Regions from separate parts of the Mus musculus genome. Here regions 2 and 3 are each linked to region 1. Evidence: chromatin contacts called from public Hi-C and promoter capture Hi-C data. All regions are on one chromosome and are shown on one strand. The core of a region is the stretch at or near the end of the contact, and the rest is flanking DNA. Distances in the headings are between cores, read along the strand shown.

Region 1 (3,926 bases), core at 457-2,956:
CAACAATATTCGGAAGACTGATGGTAGCAGAATGCTAATTCATCATACCTCACAATTTAGGTCAGCATTTAATATCTTACAAAGCCCTTTCAGTAGGAAGCACACACCTACATACCTCACATATTCTTGCACCCCAGTTTGGAGTCAGTCATCATTATGAACCAAGTCTAAGACTAAAACTCTTTCTACTTTTTGACCAGGAGGCCTGGGCTTTCATCTCTGAAAGAATTTGTTAAAATCAAAAGTAAGCATGTATGCAAATGGCCTTGCCAATATACAATGCCAATTTGAGCAGCGTGAATCTGGTACCTTCTATGCATCTTGCAAGCCCAGCTGGTCTGCAAATTCCCCAAGTGTTTCTTTTTAGGCTAGCTGCCCAGTGTGGCAGGACTCGTTTCAAGTGATCTCAATTTAGATATGTATGCTGAATAAAGTTTCTCTATCAATGGCCACTTCAAGATATTCCCGTCTCTGGAATATCTTTACTCCAACCGGAAAACTGTTACTATGAGTAATTCTTGCTCATTGTATGAATTCTTTAAATTGAGAGCTTTGTGGCCATCTCTGAGAGATGAAAAATGATGTAGATTATTGGCTGGCACTACTGACCATGAAGTAAAAAATGCATTGAAGGCAGATATGTAGAAGAATAGTCACAAGTATACACTTACCAAAAAGATTTCAATGACTTCTATTCTGAGTTACTTATTCCTTAAAAACAGCCTATTGCTAAACTCTGGTATATTTTTATTTTTTTTCAATAACCACAAATCTGAGCAGCTAATATGTAGACTGGTGACCATGAGAACTCTACAAACCAGGAATTACGGTGTCCATTTTGCATAGAATAGTAAGGTTCTTAGTTCAAGTTTTATGAACTTAGCTAAATGACTTTAAGTGTACATAAGCAGCAGAGCCAGGCTGTTTAGACTTGCATCTACTGGTAGGGTTGCAATTGATGGGTGGACACGTTTTACTAGAAGGAATATAACCCATTTGTAATTTAAAATGCAGAACCCTGGTGGGACCTGAGGGTACTTGGGAGGCTGAGTCAGGAAGATCACAAGGTCAAGATCTGCTGAGGCTACAGAGAAATGCAGAGCCAGTTTATAACCTGGCAACCCTGCCAGCCTCATGTTAAAAAAAAAAATGGAAAGAAGGAAAAGAAAAAGGACAGGAGAGATTAAGGACCCAGTGCATGGGATAGGGCAGAGAAAATGTTTGTTTTAGCCTGTCTAAGGTTTCTTTATATTTTTCGAAGCATATGAGTCATGGTTAAAACTAACGAATGGAGGAGGAGAGCTGGGGAGTGAGCTCTGTAGCTGAGCCCTTGCTGCACAAGCAAGAGGACCTGGCTTTAAGTGTGCCGCGCCGCCTTAAGGGGAAGTGACTATACACTTGCCTTTAAGTGGGAGCTACGCTAACTCAGTGCTGGGGTGAGGGGCAGAGACAGGGGGCACCAATACAATACACACGATATTCTCCTCTGGCCTCAGCATGCTTAAGAGCACACACACACACACACACACACACACACACACACACACACACACACACACACTATAAATATACTAAGGGAGAGCTGGCATCCCCTTTCACCCCCTTCTACTTGGCAATGAGTAGCCAGCTTGGCTTGGCAGTGAGTTGGTTCTATTCAAAGAAACTGGGCTCTCCAGAAAGGCCTGTTCGTTCTCTTGGGAACGTCACGGGCAACATCAGAAACCTCCCCGTTACCCTGTCTCCAGGCACGGCAGACACATCCAGAGTCACCCGGGTCATGCCTGTCTGGTCTCTAGACTGGGGGATCTGATGAAAGAAGCAGGGAGCCAGCATCTGGTAGAGAGGGACAGAAGAGTATGTGGCTGGCACCGGGCTACATCTGCTCTCCCTCTGAAGATTTCTAAAATGTCGATTGTCCCCTGGAGAGTTGTCTCTCCTCTGTCATTAATTACTACGTGGTCGGGAACGTCCACAGACTAGCAGGATCAGTGAGTGATGAAACACATGCAAATAATTAGGAAAGAAGTACAGTCACGTGAAACCTAGAATCCAGTTACAAAATTCACTTCTCCAATGGGAAACACCAAATAAGAGAACACAAATCTCCATGGTATTTTAATTTAAGGGGAAGTGAATCTTGGTTCTTATTTTACCCTCTTTTAAAAAAAAATCTGGCTTCTTTTGCAGAATCTTATGGGGGAGGCTTAATTAAGTTAACATGGTCATAAAATAAAATAGAACAAAAAGCAGTTTATATACTTTTTAAAAATTTCTATGGAAACTCTAATAAATATTAACTGCCACACATTTATGGAGAAGTCCTACGTTCTGTTCCTTGATGCTTAGATAACCTCCTGATTTATTTTTTCACAAGTAGTGTGGATCCTATAGGCTTCTAACATCATGTGTACATGCCTGTACCTTTGCTCTGTGTGCACATTGGCTTAAAAGTAATGCAACTAGGCATGTGGGGATCCCAGGGAAGGAGACAGAAATGTGGCCTGGCTTTAAAGGTTGGCCCCTCCCGTTACTGTGTATGCCCCTTTCTTGTACAGCACTTCCTGGACAAACAGTCTTTCCCAATTGAGACACTGCCCCTTTATCTTCTAGCTAGGTCCAAAACTATGACAGCCAGAATCCATCTGGATGTCAAACAAGAGACTTGGGGTCAAAGGCTTTGAGAGACATTGGTGTAGTTCAGTGATTTATAGTCTTACTTTCCACACAAGGGGAGTCCTTGGGTTTTTGTTTTTTGCTTTTTGTTTGTTTTTGTTTTTCCTTCATGATTTGCATTTCATTCCAGTTAAGCAACTTTCTGCCACATTAAAAACAGAACCTTAAGTGTGGGTAAACGTAGAATGACTGTCAAGACTACTGTGCCTTGTAACAAAGTTAAGTGACAAAATGTAGGTATGCTGGGCTGGTGGCATGTGCATGTGGCATGTGTATGTGGCATGTGCATGTAGCAGGTGCATGTGGTATGTGTGTGCATGTGTATGTGGCATGTGCATGTGGCAGGTTCATGTGGTATGTGTGTGCATGTGTATGTGGCATGTGCATGTGTATGTGCCATGTGTGTGTTTCATATGTATGTGGCATGGTGGATGTGCTTTTAGGAGTGAACTAGAAACTGAGAACTTGTCTGCCAAATGAGCTTGTCATGGTGACTAGAAGAGATACACGGTGTTGCTATTGGGGACAGTCTCTAGGAATATTTATAGCTGTTTATCAACATGATTTTAAATACAATACTGTGTGAGAAAGTCTGAGGTGTGGTGACATTAACAAACCTGCACACTTCTGCTTCGTAGTTAATTTTTTTAAAAGTTAAATCAGATAACAGCAAACATGTATGTAAGCAAAAATGACTACCTAAATATAATATCTTCCACCAGAACCACATTGTAAACTATGACTCTATGTTTATATATTGAATGAGAATCTTTATGAAAGAATTCAATATTTAATTATAAAAGGTGCTTTCCAGTTACCATGTAGCACTGGTCACTTACAAAACTCCCGTCTTGTACTGGACCTTGTCCCTGGCATCTTCTTGTTCACCCTTTGGCTAAAAGATTCGCAGATATGATAAAATAAAAGTATGTGCGTCAAAGATGTGGAGAGTTGATTTTTTGTGTTCACGCTCTTATCTGTATAACTTAGTAATATTTTCACTGTGTTCCAGCCTTGAAGAGGGGAGACAGAGAAGTTGAGAAAACAGTACATGGTGATGAGATGTTATTCATTTCTGTTTCAGCTTCTCTGGCTTGGTCTCTGGGGTAGGTAGATGCTTGAAGGATACAGGAAAAGTATATTTCCAACACAGTCAAAGAATATTTGAATATTCAGGATATAGTATGATATTATTCTTCATTATTTCAGATAATTGCTTATAATGCAAGAAGGATTTTAAATCAAATTTCTAG
Region 2 (3,926 bases), core at 487-2,986, 170 kb after region 1:
CATGACGGGAAATGCATTTTTGTGGAAGATAGCAGGGAAACCCATGGATCACTTCAGCTACCCTACAAAGGGCTGGCCAAGTTGGTCACCTTACAAGTGACAAACAAGAGCAAAAGCCTTTCTCATGGCTGTAGAGCCCACATGCCACACCCTGAGCACAGAACCAGCAAAAGCAGATGGCCCCTATCAAGCCCCTCGGGTGCTTCCTAGGCTATTTTTTGCCTGTGAAATGGGGCTTTAATTCTTTCTGCCTTGATTTAAATAAACTCCATTCCAGCTTCCTTTCTGTTTGTCCCCAGTGCCAGCTGGGTGGGATCCTAATGACATGTCAGGGACACTGCTCCACAGTCAGCCATGGCCCTCTAACAGCTGCTGCCTAAAAGCAGGACACTGGCAGTCCTGCATGGCTCTAGCCCAGGTCCCTGCACTCTTCTTGTTCCTCTGTCTCACTGGAGGGAAAAGAAGGTTGGGTCACTCAGGACTTTACAGGGGTTCTAAGGAGATTAACTCTTTCCCAAGAGGCAGCTGATCACCCCCACTGCCTAACGTTCAAAGGTATTTCTTGGGGATACCTTTTTTTTTTTTGAGTGAAAAGAAAATTAACTTTTGCTTTAAAATGAGCACAAAATCTTACCAGAAATCATTCTTCTGAAAAGACTTTATGTGAAGCTTATGTTCAGAAGAAACAGAAAGTCCAACGCAGTATAGCTCAGCAGCATAGGCAACATTCTGCCTTGGAGACTCTGTGTCTGTGGGTCTTTGTCTGTGTATGTCTGTGTGCATGTGTAACTGTGTGTCTATGTGTGTCTGTGTGTGTCTGTGTGTATCTGTGTATCTGTATGGCTGTGTGTATCTGTGTGGCTCTATGTATATGTGTGTGTTGGTATGTATCTGTGTGTCTGTGTATATCTGTTTGTCTATGTGTGTTTGTGTTCATCTGTGTGGCTGTGTGTATCTGTCTCTCTCTCTCTCTCTCTCTCTCTCTCTCTCTCTCTGTGTGTGTGTGTGTGTGTGTGTGTGTGTGTGTGTGTGTGTGTGTGTCTAGTATATGTGTATCTATAGCTGTCTGTTGGTGTGGATATGCACACATGTTCCTGTGAATGTAAATATGGAAGACTGAGATCAGCCTCTGATGTTATTCTTCATCCACTGTCTATTTGGGTGTTTGAGAAGAGTTCTCTTGCAGATCAGGCTAGGCTGGCCATATAGAGAACCCCAGGGACCCCCTGTGCCTCCTGGCCATGAGATGCCAAGAGTGTACCACCACTCCCTTCTTTGTGTGAGTTCTTGGGATAGAAGTCAAGGCCTCCTGTTTGTACAGCAGGCCCTCAACTGGACACAAAGGAAGAAAGGACAAATAAGAATCATATTTTCATCCTCAATTTCCACCTTAATATATCTACTTAATCGATTTCTTTCCCTGCTAGCTCTGTATACCTAGACAGTGACCAAATCCTGGTTTCCCATCCCCCAAGCGAAGCAAAACTATCACTTCTGCACAAACGTGACCAAGCTTACACACGAATATTCAGAAGTTTAGGAGTCCCCCTTGTTGTCCTGGCATTCTCTCGCGGACTGCTCAGTGCCAATATTATAATTATTTTACATGCTGCTTCCACAGTCCCGATGACAAATGGCAAAGCTGTTTTGTTAGAACTTGGGCTGCAAATAGCACAATGACAGCTCTAGGAAAAAATCCCTCACAGTATTAACTGGCTCACAAAGATTATTCTTAATGCAAGCTGTTCCAACATATGGGCATTATTTCTGAGTGACCCAGACTCGTGACCAGACCCTGGGTAAGCGACCCCAATCCTTGAGCACAGGCCCACCCTGCAGGTCTAAGTCAGAAAAGCTCCAGCAGAAAGGCCTGGAGGGGCCCCCCACATGCAGACAAATGTCACAGGTACCATCTCTACCCAGCCTTTAAAAAATAAACAGTCCTGGTATCCAAACACCTAGATATGAACAAGGAGGGGGAAAGATTCAAACTAACGGGCTGCAGATGTGGCTCAGTGGTAGAGTATTGCCTAACGTAACCAAGGCTTTGAGCTTACTACTCAACACCACAAAAATGAAAATAAATTCTGCCTTAGAATCTTCCTAAAATCAAACCAGTACCACCTCCCGTGGTGGGGTGAGGATTTCTGGCATTCTAGTAAAATAGAAAAAAAAAAAAAAGAATAAATTCTTTAACTAGAAACACAAATTTAGAAAAGCTTTTCTTGTGGTTCTATAAACTTTATTAAAACTGAACTTCATAAAGAGTTTTAAATGTGGGTCTAGAGAGAGGGCTCGGCAGTTAAGAGCATTTGTTTCTCTTGCAAAGGACTTCGGTTCAGTTCCCAGAAGCCACATGGAAGCTCACCACTGACTGTAACTCCAGTTCCAGGGGATCTGAACTGGGGTGGGATGGGGAGGATCCATCTTCTACTGACAGGTTATCAGATCCCATGTGGTCATCCCTAAATACCTGTACATACAGGCAACACAAAATGGACTCAGAAAACTCTGTGTGTGTGTGTGTGTGTGTGTGTGTGTGTGTGTGTGTGTGTATACAAAAATAATTTAAAAAGGAGGTGGTCATGAATCTGAGAAGGAGTTAAGGGACACAGGAGATGTTGGAGGAGTACGGAGAGGGGGGGATAGAAGTGATATAAATATAGTACTCATGTATGACATTCTCAAAAAGTGTTTAAGAAATAATATGAAGATAAAAACAAATAATTCAAAATAAAAATAAAAACATGTTGAAAAGTTACAAATGCATTAAAAACTGCCTATGCCATTAAACAGTCAACAAACGTACTACAGCACTGATTTCTTACGGAGTCAATTCAAATGTTCAAAATCAGGACGAGCGGCTACTACATGCTGGGTAGGCCCTTCTCACAGAGTTCCGCTAGCCTCTTCTCAGTAAGGGGCTACAGTCTAGGGCTGCAAAGTCATGACTTTTAAGCCCCACAGATGCCTAGCTGGCACATGCCACCTGCCTGATCTGACAGAAGCTCATCTCTTGCATGCTCTCCCCAGAGTTTGGTGGCTCTCATCCAGGCTCACTCATGAATCACTCGACTTAGGCAAAGTCATCGAACTTCACTCTCTAGCCCTCCAAGTCCCCTTCATCAGAAAGAAAGAAAGAAAGAAAGAAAGAAAGAAAGAAAGAAAGAAAGAAAGAAAGAAAGAAAGAAGGAAAGAAGGAAGGAAGGAAGGAAGGAAGGAAGGAAGGAAGGAAGGAAGGAAGGAAGGCAGGCAAGCCTTTCTAGGAGAAACATTACTAGGAGAATAAATGTGGGGGGGGGGGGCAGTAGGAGAGCTAATTCTAGTTTTACTGTGTGAATGAGCAAAGGTGTCTCTGTGTGATTTTGGCTTGGCGTGGGAGGAACACTGCTGATACAAGTTATGGCTTTTATGTTTAGTGTCTTAAACCAACACAAAGCTATTGCACTTAGCTCTGGGGGTTGGGAGTGCAAGGTTAGGCTTCATAGTGCTACTCCTAGAAACTGAGAGAGTTCTCCATCCCTCCTCTAGCTATTGGAGTTGACCAGCATTCCTCGGTCCAGGGCCTCTTCCACCTTCAAAGCACACCTGGCCTATCACTTCATCTCCTTACCGGCCTCCTGTATACTCTTGTGGTTACAATGGGCACAGTCAGATAATCATATGTACATATAGTCTCACTCATTTTCACTCTGTGCCATTCTCTCTAGCTCTCTCTCTTGCACCTCCCCCGCCCCTAAAATGGGACCATGGACCATGGTGACAAGGTAACAAGGCACAGAAAAAATGATTGAATGCAGTAAGCAGGCATATCACAATGCCCACTCATTTGCAAGGGTTTTGTCTTCTTTGTTCTCAAACTAAATGCGTTCATTTAATTCATTCCTAGCCCCTAGCCGAGGGGCTACTCAGTCTAGTGTGTTTTT
Region 3 (3,926 bases), core at 953-3,452, 130 kb after region 1:
GCTCTCTTTCTGAAACAGATTTCAGACCTGCCTTTCCTGTCTCTACATAGTAACCATGAGGCAAGCTGCCATAGCTTGTTTGTAAGCAAAACAACTGCCATGTCCACCCATGGGGCCCTGCTCAAATCAACATCCGCACAGCATCCTGAGATCTTTCGAAATTTCCACCCGTATCCCCCACTTCACACTAGATTAAAGCCCATTATAGAAAATGCTTTTTTACATGACAGGTGAGTAAAACAAGGGCCTACAAACTAAGAGATTTGTGCAAGAGATTACGTGGACAAGTCAGCAGCAAAGGTGACACAGACCGGCTCCCCTTTCACCTCAGTCCCATCCAACTGTGTTCAAATCCCCAAGGCCTCCCCGGCCAGTTAGATTGCTATACTTTGTTCAATGATAATAGCTCCTTGTATCGATTCAGTTTGGCTTGACAGTGAAACAGCACAGAAGCCCAGGACTGAAGTTATTTAATCAGCATTATCAGACCACGAGTCCCTCTAGCACCAGCTCTGAGTGCTTAATACAGAAGATAATAAAATGCAATCTGCAAGATCCATTTATATTTTCATCATGTCATCGGAAAACCAGAAGGCGCTGTTTATAGCCACAGATTGACAGCACCTCAAAAAAAAAATCTAATTAAGAATACAGCTGATGCTGAAAAGTACCCTGGGAGCACTCAGTCTCCCGATCGAAGCATTGTATGATCTGGATGCAGAAAATGGGTCAGTGCAGACACGTGTGCGTGGGTTCAGCTGACTGTGTTTGCACATTTTCAAGCTGTCCCGTACAGACAGGGTGACAGAAGCTGCAGAGAAAGACAGACAACACACACAAGGAGTTCCACCAAAGCTGAAAGCCTTAGTGACAGATTGGCGAGAAAGAAGAGTCCAGAAAGAAACGGGCCAGGAGGGTGCTGTGAGCTAAGTGTGTTGTTTCCTGTGAGTTCATGATGCCACGGTTATTTCTACCTGGGTATTGTGTTGTTTCTTCAATAAACATTGCAGTTCTGGGCTAAATCTGGCAAAACTGTTACAGTGAAGCAGAAAGTCACCGAATTAGGCAGATCTGGGTTTGAAGCTCCCGAGCAGTGAGCAGGGGGCTTCACTCCTCCAAACCTGCTTCATGGTCTTTAAGAAGGTGCTTGTAGGAGCCGTTTTTCTTGGTTGTGGGAGGTCAGGAAGTAGAGTAGATACTGTCTGGTGAAGCATTTCATGCTTCTGAAACGGGGAAAATGCTATTTCTCTCATGGTTTTGTTTCTCAGAATTCACAGCTAAAAGAAAGGAATTCTACAACCAGAGTATCTAAAAGCCATGGGACTTCCATTTGTATTCAGAAATGCAACTCTACCCTGGGAAAGATGGATGCTGGGCACAATATCAGGCTGTTATTGAAGCCAATGAGAGAGTCTCTAAGCATATTGACAGGACTAAAGGAGACAGCCGTGCAAACCCTGCCCCCCCCAAAAAAATGTTTATAAGAAAACCAGACTTCTAAAAGAAAAAAAAAGTCTTTGTCATGAAGGAAAAAGGAAAGACTGATATTCCTAAATAAGAGACCCAAAAGCATCAGCATCATGGCAATGTGTAATATATATGTCTTTGTAAGATAATGATTTAAAAAAAAAAAACCCTTGGGTGAGATCCAGGGCACACCTGGGATATCCTGCATATAATGGTCACTTAGGATATCACCCCTGTTCAGCCCTGGAGTGATAATGGTTGCCTGGGAGGATGCTCTTCTTCAGGTGTGTGCAGAGGGACTTAGAGGAAACGGGTAGCTGACTCCCGCACTTTCTTTGGAAACTGTTGAAAAAAATACTAAGAATGTATATGTATGTGTATGAACTAAATACAGAAAATGCCAAGAGTCACTGAAACCTGATGGAGGGCACATGTGTGTCCTGGATCCTGCCTCATGGAATTCTTTCCTACTTCCCTCTGTTCTTCCTTTCTCTTTCTGCTTCCTTCCCTCCCTTCTGAACCCTTTCTTTCTCCTCCCCCCACCTTTCTTGTCTCTCCCTCCTCCCTTTCTTTCCCCTCCTTCCGTCCCTTCCACATGTTTTAAAATGTTGATAATAAAATGTTGTTTGGGTTCTAGGGCTGAAATGTACTTTAGCAGCCCAGAGCAAGTGTTCATCAACAGCCCATCTGGGGCCTTCCTGTTCCTCTCTAGGAGTGTTTTTCCTATTTGAGGACAGGCATTTGCCAGCTCATCATCAGTCACCAGAGGTCTGTCAACTCACCCACTCTTTCACTCACAACCCAGAACCGGGCCAGCCAGCCATGGACATGACGCTAACATTGATGATGAAGAGGAAGAAGGGGTCAGTGCCTTGACTTCCTGATGCTGGGCAAAGAGCTAGACTGGAGGCTCTGCCAAGTACACACAGTCCTGTAGCCACGGTAGAGCTGTCTGAAGAAGTGATCGATTTCACTATTTCATATTCTAATAATGGAATGATTTTTTAGCTAAGGACCCAAAGTGACCACAAAACCTCTGGACATCACCAATGTGCCGCATGGAAAATGGCATCCAAGCCAAACTAGAAATTCACCCAAACAAGTTATTAGATTACCAAATGAAAATAGAGCACGGTGGGATACTCAGAATAACAACAGAGTAACGTAATCAGCTCTTTTAATTTCAGAATTAGGGACAGCACCAGAAGTGACCAGCTGAAAATGAGTAAGGCCAGGGAGACAGCACAGCAGAGGAGGTACAACAAGCGTGAGGGGCTGGCTTTGCTCCCCAGCACTCCTGCGTGTACAGCCAGGCATGGGGGCACGTGCCCATATCTCAGTGCTGAAGAGACAAGACAGGGGGCTCCCTGGAGCTCACCAGCTAACTAGCCTAACTTAATCACTGAGTCCCAGGTCCCAGTGAGAGACTGTCTCAGAAAACAAAGTACCTCTGGTCTCCACAGATGGGAACTTGTTCACATACACACACACACACACACACACACACACACACACACACACACACACACACACATTCATAAACACAATGAGGAGATTGGTTTTGAGAAAAGAGGGGGGGGGAAATCACAGAAGATTCTTTCTAGGGTACAAAGATTCTATTTCTTGATTTGACGTAGTCATTACAAGGCTACGGACATTAAATCATTAACCAAGCTGTGTGTTTGGGTTTCGTCTTTTGTTTTTGGGGTTTTTATTGGTGATTTTTCTACACTGTGTATTCGTTTGTTTTGTGTGATAACAATGAAATTCATGAGGCAGAACAGGACGTGAAGGAAACTGGTTTATTTTGGCTCTGAGGGGCTGAATCTGCTGTTGCCCTTCCTGTTGGCAGAGCCCTGAGGTAACGCAGGGTGACAAGCCACATTCAACCACAGTATCAACCACTGTTGGTGGCTGTGATCCACCCAAGCCTACCGGACAGTGTATTTTAAAATGAACATCTAAATGCTGGGAAAAGATACTATTGTACTATTTAGCTTGTGAAATAAACGAATCACACTGTTTTGTTTTGTTTTGTTTTGTTTGTTTTGTTTGGAGAGTCTGTCATTTGTACTCCAAGTAGGCATTTAAGTTAGTGTAAACATAGAGCCCCTTAATCTAATATTCTATTACTTGTTTGTTTGTTTGTTTGTTTGTTTGTTTGTATCATACAATTGCCTACTAACACCTAGTCAGCATTGGGAAAGAAAACCACAAAGTCAAGAAAATGGGGCTCTACTCACAGTACCGTTCCTGTGTACATACATATCACAGACTTGTCTGAGCCCACTGCCACCTCTGCCTCTTGCCTTGAAATGACAGCAATAGCCAACAGTATCTTCTACTCGGCTAACTCTCCAGCTCCATAGCACCACACGCTGTGGTCACAACTCCACTGGCTGGTTATACAGAAGAAACCAGAGACAAAGGCATCCAGGGCCAGAGGAGGAGATAAATGA

What was found. A called contact is a pair of places that touch in the nucleus more often than the background predicts. Capture Hi-C pulls out chosen DNA fragments and counts their contacts.
Region 2: a contact with region 1 is called in a Hi-C map of cortical neurons, with 1.6 times the contacts expected there. The contact joins two enhancer-like sites. A contact is called at or near these places in 7 of 39 promoter capture datasets (the C10 cell line, the HPC-7 cell line, cranial neural crest and 4 more), 4 of 484 Hi-C or Micro-C datasets (cortical neurons, cumulus cells and nephron progenitors), 4 of 115 datasets of contacts at active chromatin or transcription factors (embryonic basal ganglia, fibro-adipogenic progenitors, forebrain and 1 more) and 5 of 9 other capture datasets (adipose tissue, embryonic stem cells, liver and 2 more).
Region 3: a promoter capture Hi-C map of adipose tissue shows a contact between it and region 1. The contact joins two enhancer-like sites. A contact is called at or near these places in 3 of 39 promoter capture datasets (the C10 cell line, cranial neural crest and embryonic stem cells), 7 of 484 Hi-C or Micro-C datasets (astrocytes, brain, cardiomyocytes and 4 more), 8 of 115 datasets of contacts at active chromatin or transcription factors (astrocytes, cardiomyocytes, craniofacial prominence and 5 more) and 3 of 9 other capture datasets (adipose tissue, liver and pancreatic islet).

Annotation. Positions count from the first base shown.
Region 1 is chr5:66,977,466-66,981,391 of GRCm38.p6, reverse strand. All of the region lies in intron 8 of Limch1 (LIM and calponin homology domains 1), which reads right to left. Among named protein-coding and RNA genes, the nearest start is that of Gm33040, 20 kb to the left of the region's middle. Within about 2 kb of position 1,706, at least 105 of the 459 cell types and tissues checked have an H3K27ac peak or open chromatin away from gene starts, as enhancers often do. A contact at or near this core is called in adipose tissue, brain, cortical neurons and 2 more, where this site is marked.
Region 2 is chr5:66,807,026-66,810,951 of GRCm38.p6, reverse strand. The region is part of intron 1 of Limch1 (LIM and calponin homology domains 1); the gene reads right to left. Among named protein-coding and RNA genes, the nearest start is that of Limch1, 63 kb to the right of the region's middle. Within about 2 kb of position 1,736, at least 8 of the 459 cell types and tissues checked have an H3K27ac peak or open chromatin away from gene starts, as enhancers often do. A contact at or near this core is called in cortical neurons, where this site is marked.
Region 3 is chr5:66,847,712-66,851,637 of GRCm38.p6, reverse strand. All of the region lies in intron 1 of Limch1 (LIM and calponin homology domains 1), which reads right to left. Among named protein-coding and RNA genes, the nearest start is that of Gm52776, 45 kb to the left of the region's middle. Within about 2 kb of position 2,202, at least 33 of the 459 cell types and tissues checked have an H3K27ac peak or open chromatin away from gene starts, as enhancers often do. A contact at or near this core is called in adipose tissue, brain, forebrain and 1 more, where this site is marked.